2 separate regions of the Arabidopsis thaliana genome follow, and region 2 is linked to region 1. Evidence: chromatin contacts called from public ChIA-PET data. All regions are on one chromosome and are shown on one strand. Each heading gives the region's core, a stretch centred on a gene start, on an enhancer-like site or on the middle of the called end of the contact. The rest is flanking DNA. Distances are from core to core; before and after follow the strand shown. Region 1 holds the start of PDAT (phospholipid:diacylglycerol acyltransferase). Region 2 holds the start of ZIF1 (zinc induced facilitator 1).

What was found. ChIA-PET counts read pairs in DNA pulled down with a chosen protein or histone mark.
Region 2: an H3K4me3 ChIA-PET map of shoot shows a contact between it and region 1, with 16 read pairs. The contact joins the promoter of ZIF1 here to the promoter of PDAT in region 1. A contact is called at or near these places in 2 of 26 Hi-C or Micro-C datasets (rosette leaf and vegetative nucleus) and 1 of 2 datasets of contacts at active chromatin or transcription factors (shoot).

Annotation. Positions count from the first base shown.
Region 1 is chr5:4,390,931-4,396,413 of TAIR10.1, reverse strand. PDAT (phospholipid:diacylglycerol acyltransferase) reads right to left here and starts at 3,477. Exons shown (of 6, transcript NM_121367.3): 1 at 2,440-3,477; 2 at 1,392-1,614; 3 at 1,013-1,296; 4 at 239-557; 5 at 1-159. The coding sequence starts at 2,885. It overlaps GUN5 (magnesium-chelatase subunit chlH, chloroplast, putative / Mg-protoporphyrin IX chelatase, putative (CHLH)), which reads left to right and starts at 3,985. Exons shown (of 5, transcript NM_121366.4): 1 at 3,985-5,483. The coding sequence starts at 4,332.
Region 2 is chr5:4,429,858-4,435,340 of TAIR10.1, reverse strand. ZIF1 (zinc induced facilitator 1) reads right to left here and starts at 3,035. Exons shown (of 18, transcript NM_121377.5): 1 at 2,804-3,035; 2 at 2,505-2,686; 3 at 2,212-2,252; 4 at 2,068-2,128; 5 at 1,865-1,967; 6 at 1,688-1,790; 7 at 1,528-1,581; 8 at 1,385-1,447; 9 at 1,146-1,195; 10 at 983-1,058; 11 at 660-869; 12 at 28-115. The coding sequence starts at 2,652. SIG4 (sigma factor 4) reads left to right here and starts at 4,440. Exons shown (of 4, transcript NM_121376.4): 1 at 4,440-5,004; 2 at 5,110-5,472. The coding sequence starts at 4,597.

The sequences.
Region 1 (5,483 bases), core at 2,228-4,727:
CATCTTAGGAGCAACATAATGTAGTAGATCTATAGCTTCACCAGCAGTGTAGACCTTATACTCAGCGATAGCTTTGATCCCAGCAATTCCCATGTCATGGTACTCTGTCCACACGTCACGACAGGTGTGATTTGGGATACTCTGACCTTTGACAGCACCCTTCACCAGATAAAATGTACAGATATTCATCATACAATCACAAAATGTACAAGGTTTATTATGATTTATATGTCCTTACTCGAAAATCAATATTATTAATCTCAGATGGCGCAGCCTCTGCTACTTCTTTCCCAAAAGATATCATCCTTCCATAGTTAACAGGACTTTTCTTGGAAACTCCGTTTTCACCTGCTTCACCACAAGTTTCGTTGTTCTTTTGCTTTTTCCCACAACAGGTGTGGCCTTTCTCCGGTGACCAATCAAGCCCGCCCCATATCGTGTCACCTCCCTTCGGTAACATAGACATTGTTGAGTCCCATGTGCGTGTCATTCTCATTACATGCTGCAAGGTCTGAAGTCTAAATATATCGGTGTCTAAGAATCCTGGGGCAATCGCTCTGCAATTTTCGAAGAAAGTAAAGTTCTATATTAAGGAACCAAGTGACTAATAGAGCAACTAATCCAACGAGTCTTTAATTAAGAAGAAATAAAAGACCATAGATGCATATACAAGAAAATTGAAAGAAGCAGAATAACGCTAATTGGTAAAGAATGCAAGCATGGAAGCTCCAGCGCTTTCCATAGCAAAATTCAATGCCCTCCAAAAGACAGTATGACAAATGTTATCGTCGAAGCTAAGAAACTGGTCATCACAGAGCAATGCGTAAGAATTATCAATTCATCATTTGTCTAATCTCAAGAGAGTTTCAGTTACATAAGCAGCAAAAATAATCAACCAATGTCAGTTGCAGCGATAATATAGCAATGTTATTAGAATTGATATTTAGTAGAATAACTTTGAGTTCCAGAGCCAAGGTTCTGATCATCAAAAGTATAAGCAGATATTCAATACCTGGCAACTGCAACATCCTTTGCTTCAGCAGAGAAAAGCCCTGCAACAGCTTTTGGAACACCAAGAAATGGTCCACCAATGTTCATCACCGCCTTAATATACTTTGCACACCAATCTGGCCCACCCCCGCCACCCAGAGGAGCTGGTGCCTCAACCCACTTCATAAAATGTAGAAAATACAAGACCCCCATGGAATGCGGAACTATAACTGCTTTTTTTCCACCGTTGGTAGAAACCATCAACTCTATATTACTTTTCATACGGCTAAGAGTCTGATCACGTACCTATTAATTCAACATGAAACATATTTAAGCCTTAAGTAATGAAGAAAGAAACGTAACATGGAACAGAATAATAGAAAGAACGATGAGAAAAGAACCTCTGTGTTCTGAAACGAAAGCCGCCAGTCATATGCAGCCATGTACATATTTTTCTCTTCATATCCAATATGTGCAAGGTTAGCAATCAGCACTGCCCAGACAAAGTAGCCAGGAGCAAAGTAGTCAGCAGCCACGAGTCCTGATACAGCTCGAACTCTAATACCAGCTGGATCCAACCCAGTTTCATTGTCAAGTGACATGTGTTCCACCCAACATAGAGGCCTGAATCAAAGAGATAATTGATTAGTTAAGATACTATCAACTATACCACTGTTACCATCAACAATAACATTGCCCATCTCTACCATAGCAAAAACATGAACACTGAGCCGAAAGAAGAAGATGCAGATCGTAACAAAGATGCAACCCACAAAACACTTTTTTTTTAATATATCCATAGCAGGGTCGGGAGGAGTTCAAAGCTGGATAACAGAACGAGGATGGACGAAATTCAAGACATGTGAATAAACTCGATGTGAAACTTTGAAATTGAGAAAAAAATTGAGAAAAGCACATTGAGCTGAAAGATCAAAAAGGAACTAGCTTTAATTACACATATACATAGTTGAATAATAAAGCAACAGTCCTCTATCACAGCCTGAACACACTTTCCACAGATGTAGTTAGAACTTCTCTATTCCCAACAAAACATAAAACACTACTTCATTATACGCTACACAAAGCTAAATCTACACGCAACGACAGTAAAGGAAGTAACTTGTTATGAACGGACTCTAGGGCATGTCTAGCAACAGATTTGGCAATAAGATGACTTGAAATTCCAAGGCAGCTATTTTATATCCTAAAGTTAACAATCAAACAGAAATAGTCCAAGCCAATTACGTCCTTGGAACGCTTACCTTACACATACAGAAATAGTCTCTTAAGAAAATAGCGTTTCACATCAAAAAAAAAAAAAAGTAAAGAGTAAGACAGACAAACATGGAATTAAAGTTTGAGTGATGTTGAAGAAGCAACAAGTGCGTGATCTCATCAGATCCAATCCAAATCCCAATATAAAGGAAGAGTGAGAATTGTTGAGCTCACCTTTTGTAGACTTCACCAAAAGTTCCACCCCACAAACGTTTTCTAAATAAACCATCAGCGCATTGTTTGCCTTCCCAAAGCTCGAGCCCACCGGTGACAATCCCAGGAATGAAGACAACAGGATGTTTCGCCTTAAGACCTTCTTTTTTGAGCTTAACACCGGGCGGGTCAGGCAAAGGACCCGTGATTCGCTCCGTTACATACTGAGGGAAGCTCGCAGGCATTGCGTTGTAAAGGAAGAGAAGAAACCACCAGGTTACACACACACACCCAATGAACCAACAACAAGAATCGATGCACGACCACTTCCCTCCTCCGTTCGATTTCTTATGGTGGGATTTGGAAGATTCGTGTGGTTTCTTTTGCGAATCCTCATCGTGCACCACCTCTTCAGATGGCGGCGTCGATGGTTTCTCCGTCGGCTTTTTCCGATGAATAAGGGGCATATCTGTCACTTGAAATTAAACCAGGTTAAGCTATACGGACTTTGTCAAATCTCGTCCAGGAATTTAGAACACAGATTAGGGATTGTTAGATCAGTCGAGAGAGACAAAGAGCTGTTTCTCTGCGAATTTCTGGAACCAATCAAATCAAATTTGTCTCTTTTGTTTATTGTCGACTTTTCTGTTTTTTTCTGTTCTGGTATTATTCCTCCAAGGGACTCGGACCGGATGGCAAAACTTGACCACTTTGCTCCTGGTTCAGGTTGCGGTTCATGGTCAACCTTAGACCCGACCTATCCGTTTCGTTGATTTCATTAATTAGTCTGCGTTTTCTTGGGTGGAGTGCAGACAGATTTTCTTCTGCAGTAGGCGTTAATCCGATAGGCTCTTGTTGGGCCTCAAATAGTTCAGTAAACTTTTCGTGGGGCTTTTAGTATAGCCCATGTATTAATAACAATATTACACTTGGGAAATGACAAAAAAAAAAAAGAGAATGAAGCGGTACTCTTATATCAAAAAAACATATTGTATATCTTCGAATATGATGCAACTCATGCAACAACAATACTAGTAGGCTACATGTATTGCTCCATTTAATTACATATAACTTAATATTCTAATTCATAAACTTTCTTTTAATTATATATTTTATGTAAGTTTTAAATATTGAAAAAAAAAAAAGTTTTAAATATTGAAACATGATAAGTTTTTACATCCATTTATTATAAAAAAAATAGTGATGATGATGATCAAAATTTTGAGTACATTTTAGAGTGTTTTAACTTTTACATTTGTTGTTACAATTGTTATGAGTCTGATATTTCAAATTTCGTTTTCAAAGAAAAATCCTGAGTTTACCTTAAAAGATTAAAGCCAGTTTTTAAGAAATAAGTAGAAAAATATCAAACCAGACCTAGCTGAACCAAAAATTATACAAAATCTAGACCGGATTAAACCGGCTACCCGACGAATATGCCTAGTAAAAGTGTCGTCATCGGAAAAGAATCTTTTACATGGCTGAAACCGCAAATACGATCTTCAAGAGAGCAACATAAAAATACTTGTCAAATAAGTAAAGAAAATAAGACACTCAATATCCACACTCCCAAACCATGAAAATATGAATAGAAATCTCAATGAGCCAATCAGAGGCCAGCAAAGTCCATCTCATTGTCCCAAGCGGATATACATCCGACAAAACTCAACCTCACAAGTAGACTCTCCCTTCTTCCGTAACTATTCGTCCACGTGTCCTTCCCTCTCACCACTTACCTTCAAAACCAACGCTTCTTTTTTAGTTCCTTGGTCCGAAGCGTTTACCGATGAGAGAATCATAAACTCCCACTTGGAGCTCAAAAAGTGTAAGAGACAACCAACAAAAAACGATTCATCTCTTCTCCTATCCTCTCCTCTTCGAATTCAACGTTTGGAGAATCCAGCAGCCGCAAAATGGCTTCGCTTGTGTATTCTCCATTCACTCTATCCACTTCTAAAGCAGAGCATCTCTCTTCGCTCACTAACAGTACCAAACATTCTTTCCTCCGGAAGAAACACAGATCAACCAAACCAGCCAAATCTTTCTTCAAGGTGAAATCTGCTGTATCTGGAAACGGCCTCTTCACACAGACGAACCCGGAGGTCCGTCGTATAGTTCCGATCAAGAGAGACAACGTTCCGACGGTGAAAATCGTCTACGTCGTCCTCGAGGCTCAGTACCAGTCTTCTCTCAGTGAAGCCGTGCAATCTCTCAACAAGACTTCGAGATTCGCATCCTACGAAGTGGTTGGATACTTGGTCGAGGAGCTTAGAGACAAGAACACTTACAACAACTTCTGCGAAGACCTTAAAGACGCCAACATCTTCATTGGTTCTCTGATCTTCGTCGAGGAATTGGCGATTAAAGTTAAGGATGCGGTGGAGAAGGAGAGAGACAGGATGGACGCAGTTCTTGTCTTCCCTTCAATGCCTGAGGTAATGAGACTGAACAAGCTTGGATCTTTTAGTATGTCTCAATTGGGTCAGTCAAAGTCTCCGTTTTTCCAACTCTTCAAGAGGAAGAAACAAGGCTCTGCTGGTTTTGCCGATAGTATGTTGAAGCTTGTTAGGACTTTGCCTAAGGTTTTGAAGTACTTACCTAGTGACAAGGCTCAAGATGCTCGTCTCTACATCTTGAGTTTACAGTTTTGGCTTGGAGGCTCTCCTGATAATCTTCAGAATTTTGTTAAGATGATTTCTGGATCTTATGTTCCGGCTTTGAAAGGTGTCAAAATCGAGTATTCGGATCCGGTTTTGTTCTTGGATACTGGAATTTGGCATCCACTTGCTCCAACCATGTACGATGATGTGAAGGAGTACTGGAACTGGTATGACACTAGAAGGGACACCAATGACTCACTCAAGAGGAAAGATGCAACGGTTGTCGGTTTAGTCTTGCAGAGGAGTCACATTGTGACTGGTGATGATAGTCACTATGTGGCTGTTATCATGGAGCTTGAGGCTAGAGGTGCTAAGGTCGTTCCTATATTCGCAGGAGGGTTGGATTTCTCTGGTCCAGTAGAGAAATATTTCGTAGACCCGGTGTCGAAACAGCCCATCGTAAAC
Region 2 (5,483 bases), core at 1,786-4,285, 39 kb before region 1:
CATCAAGAGCAGGGATGTTTCGTATACCTGAGATAGCAAGAACTGTACCGACTTCATTCGTTGAGTAGCTCAGACCTCCATACTTCCTTGGACTGTTAGCCCATAGTGCAAATATCTACATAGTAGATTCCAAGTGATGAATCTTTTTGTTCAGACAAAGAGCACAAGCCTATCAAGTGGCAAAGACTCTAATTTCACAAACATGGAGTCTTAATGCTGCTCCATCAATTTTATTTTGGTAATATACTTGTCTATTTCTTCACTAGAATCAACATACAAAATCTAGAACCAAGAAATTACGACCCAGATAAACCCCACAGGATTCCAAAACACACTCCACATTCTGGTCAGTACCTATACAATCCACTGCTCTCGGCAGGGACCATAACAGTCAAACACTACAATTTGGTGCGCAAAGACTAGGCTATATACAACAGACCACACTAGAGAAGAACCAAAAAAAGACACTATTTTTGTTCCTCGAGATAAACACATGTAAAGCCTCTAATCTTGACACCAAATTCAAGATCTTCAATAACATCAAGAAAATAAACGACTGAAATATAAAAATTCAGCAGTAGAAAACTAATTCTTGAGTAATCCACTTAATGAGGCAGACCAGATGAGAGTACGCAGAAAATTCTAGCTCAACTACTTACCTCCGAGTATGCAGTATCATGAAGACACAGAACACAATACACAATGATAGATGACATCAGCGGCCAATTCTTCAAGAGAGACTGAGAAGCCTTTCTTTCGTTTTTTCCTGCCTTCCCGGTAGAAGGAGATGATTCATGAGATGCAGCTTCAAGTATATCGTATGAATCATCATGTGATAAGCTGTCCAGCTTATGATTGTGCAGTGTCTCCTACTCAGAGAAAAAAAGGAGACTAGTGAGTGAACTCTGTACGAAATATATTAATAAAGAAGAGTCATCAATGAATCAAGGTTCTCAGAACGCTCTCAAAGAAAATAGAGTACCGGGATGAAGCAGCATAGTACTGTCACAAGCAAGGCAAAAGCTGAAATCGTAAAGCAAGGCAATGCATACCGGAATCTGCATCAGAATTCGCATATTATTTCATGAGATTCCATATTAGATCCCTTCTACACAACTTTTAAAGAGAGGAGTATGAATGGACACCTGCCAAAAAGAGATTCTTGGGAGAACACATTTGGATATTTGTCTGCCGGCTGAAGTTAGAGAACATCGAAAAGCATTAATTAGAACACTAGAAAGCTAAATATGAATCAATGAATACGCAAACAAGTTGTAGCAAAGGAAGAGAGATGGACACATGATAAGCTTCACATTTATATCATAACGTATGGCAAGGTTTGGAAAGCTAAGAAAATATAAAAACTTAGATACGATCGACTTACCTGAGCTAAAAAACCACCAAGAGCAGGGCCAATGATCAGTCCAATGCCCCAAGCAGTACTAACCTGAAATACGTAAAGTTACAAATTTCATGACACCAGTAGTCAGTCAAAACATATAAAATGTATGAGATGGAGAAACTTACAGCTGACATTGCGGTAGCTTGATATTCATCACGAAATATTTCTGATGCATAGGCCTGAAAATTTACACATTGATAATAAGATAGGAGAAGATGCAACTGACAATCTGGTGTGCAGAACAAAAACATAAACCAAGAGTAATAGCGGTAACAAAGAAGCCACCTTCATTGTTCCAAGCAAACAGTTGAAACTCCCAAGAAGAAACCTTGTGCCAATTGCCATCCAAAAATTTGAGCTCAAGCCAAAAAGAGCGTTGAAAATTGCACTGCAGTAAACTACCTAATCAGCATCTAGAGACGAAGATGGATACAAATCAAAATCATGTTTAATGATACTAACATTGAGATAGTTCCCAAGAGTATAATGGGTTTTCTTCCATAACGATCAGCCACAATTCCCCAGAACACAGAAGTCAGTGCTCTTCCAAGCATAAAAGAGCAACCTTCCAAGTAATAAGAGATATCATTAGAACAAACGGTATAGATATGGAGATTCACTACAGAATAACAAGTGACAGAGGCAAATGTCTTATCAGTTCTCACCAACAAAACCAGCATAAAACCCAATATCTTTCTCCGTCTTTGCGACACCAAAATCCTCAATCTATGAAAACAAAGAAGACATGTCAGACTTACTATTAAGAGCCTGTGACAAAAGAACAGTACAGTACTCGATCAAAAACTCACCATATAGTAGAGGAAGGGATAGAGTGAGGAAATTGGTAGAGCTGCAAACACATGATATCAAATAAGAACGTATGAGGAATCGCATAACGAATCATTACTTTCAACACAAGAAGCCAATTTCAAAACATTTAGCAGTAAAACCATTAAGCAAATCAATTTCCGGAATCTCGTCAAAGTAGTTGACAATGACGAATAGTCAAAAACAACACTATAGCCGAATCCGATTGACACCAAAAATCTCAAGGAAAATTGACACAATAGTAACTGTTATGAGAAGGCGAAGAAGGTGTTACAAGTGGAGAGGACGATAATCCAAACGAAGGAAAGCTCGAGGTAAGGATATCCTCGCCGGAGCTGCTTCATCTGCTCCACCTTACAGCCGGGACATCCGTCGTGATAGTTCTGCTTCTCCAACAACGCTTCCTTGTACTCCTCCGCCATTTCAGAATTCAATTCCAGCCTAAGAATTCAGAACCTAAAAATTCCAATATTAAGCTAATAAGCGTGAGAATTAAAGGAAATAATCAATGGGGGAAATATTCGAAATCGTAACGGAATATTTGAAAATGGGAAAGGAAAAATGAAAGAGTACCACACAGAGATTCTCTCACAGTATCGCTGGAGCAGAACGTGTGGGAGTGAAAAAGACGATGAGTCACGTATATATGTACAAATGGATGGATGTATGCATATATATATATATAGCCTTGGAGCTAAAGAGGGCCAAAAAGGTGGTCACCCAAGTGTCATTTTAATCTCGTCACATGTTCACGGACCTCCTCCACCCGCAATTTTGTTTTTCACCAATCCATCCAAATGTGGTTACATATTTTTTTTAAAAAAGATTCAAAGTTTAGTTAGTGAGAAAGTAATTTGTAATTAAAAACTGGTATTTAAGATATTAATTGTATAGTCCGAGAGACTAATCAATCTTAGGAGGAATGTTTTTTGAGGGCACATGGGATAATGCATACAGGAAGAAAGAGACAATTGATTTGAAAGTGGGGAGAGAATAGAATAAGGACTAAACAATGTTGTCTAGTGATCTATCTTTTAAGACTTGGAATGGTTATCTCATTTAGCAAATCCAATTGCTTCACGTGTGTCTATTTTAATGAAATTATATCAACAATTATTCATTTGTCTTGTTAGGTACAGATGCATCACCAAAATTAAAGCAGCAGATACTTTAAGAATACTATATACCCAAAAAAGACTTTATTGTTTAAAAAGTGAATTAAAAAATATTTTGATCCAAAAAACAAAATAGTATTGAAACTTTAAATCATCAGAACAAAAAAGAAGATAGACTTTGTTATTCATATGCGTATGGATAAAGGTGGATTGATTCCCGCTTCGGAATCAAAATGTGTTTTACCTTTGATTCTCTATCATTAGTTTTGCGTATTCGTATACTTTACACGTCTAATTAAACTACGTCCAAACTTAATCCATAATCTTTTTACAAAACAGCTTTTTGAATTACATTTTCGTATGAAACCGTCTACAAAAACGATTGACTCAAACACTTACCATCTAGACGGCTTTACAGACTATTTCTAAAGACAATGATTATTAATTCGTACATCTATGAATGACGTCCAATGGTTGAGGCTCTGAGTGCTTTGGAACTCGTACGAATATACTGCTTTTACTAATTCCATATAAAAATCTAATTTTAAATAGGTTTTTTGTTGTTAAAGTCTAATCTTAATATATAGTTAGTGGTGGCATAATTGACTCCTCTTGTGTTGAGCGTACAGTGCCAAGAAGAGTACTGTGTGTGGACAATTCCACGTCAGCGAAATTAGTGGAGCCCACCGTAAGATCACGAGGATTCAGAGAGGTACGCGTGTTCACCACAGACAAGCTTTGGAACAGCGCGTTGCTCCCACCCTCAAGCACGTGGGGTCTAGACCGTGACACTTGGTCCATTATCTCTCGTTCAGCCATCACTGTACATGTGACATCATATGCGTCAATTTACTAGGAATCCAATTTTATTGGGCCTTTTTATGGGTCCGAAACCACTCGAATTTTGGGTTTGCATTAATAATTAAGGGTCCGAAAACTATGGAGCTTTGGGTTTGTATATACTGCAATCCGAAAACATTTATAAGCTGTAATTTCTCATTTTTGGTTTCCTTTTCCAAAATTGTTGCATATCGAAAAGATTTTTTTTTTTTTTTAATTACAAAAAAAGAAAGCAACTCCACCCAAATTTAATTGCGGATAACTGATATGACACAGAGAGAGGCTCTATGATATAAGTAAGTAACACAAGAGAGAATTATCTTCTTCTTCCATTTTTATTGGACCAAAAAGAAGATAGATAACAAAAATAGAAAAATCTAAGGTGTGGGAAGCTCTGCAGCTCATCCATCCATGGCGACGACGATTCCCACTACAGCTACCGCAACTATGTGTCCGTCTCCTCCTGTCCCTACAATCTCTCCCTTACTCAGAACGACTCACCAATGTCAACCATCTCCTTCTTTATCATCCCCATTTTCTATAAAGCTTAGTACGGCTCTGGTTTGCGGTGACACTACAGTGGATAGAGTGGTTGATAGCTCCGTGATGATCAAACCTGAGAAATGGGGAATTCAGTCAGAAAAGAGAAGGAAGAGGAGAAGAAGAAGAAGAGTAGGTTACGAACGTTTGGAGCCTGAAGAAGAGGAAAATGCTGGCGTAGAAGCAGAAGCAGAGACAATTAGTGTTCCTGTTGTTGGAGCTTCACGATCTGGGTTTTTGAGTCGTTTAGAGGAGGTTCAGCTTTGCTTGTACCTCAAGGTATATCATTTCTTTCTTATCCAATATCTCTCATGGCCCATTAATGGAAAGATTCAAACATTGTGTATCCTTGTTGGTAATAATACCTTTGCTGGTAATTAATAGGAAGGAGCAAAACTTGAAAATTTGGGAACAAGTGTTGAAGAGAATGAAATGGTATCAGTTTTGTTAGCCAGTGGCAGAGGGAAGAAGAAGCGTAGTGCAAATGAAATACTATGCCGTAGAAAAGAAGCGAGAGAAAAGATTACTCGTTGTTACCGTAGGTTGGTTGTTTCTATTGCAACAGGGTACCAAGGCAAAGGTTTGAATTTGCAAGACCTTATTCAGGAAGGAAGCATAGGGCTGCTTCGTGGAGCTGAGAGATTTGATCCCGACCGAGGATACAAACTATCAACTTATGTCTACTGGTGGATCAAACAGGCCATCTTAAGGGCTATAGCGCATAAATCTAGACTTGTCAAATTGCCGGTGAGCCTCCA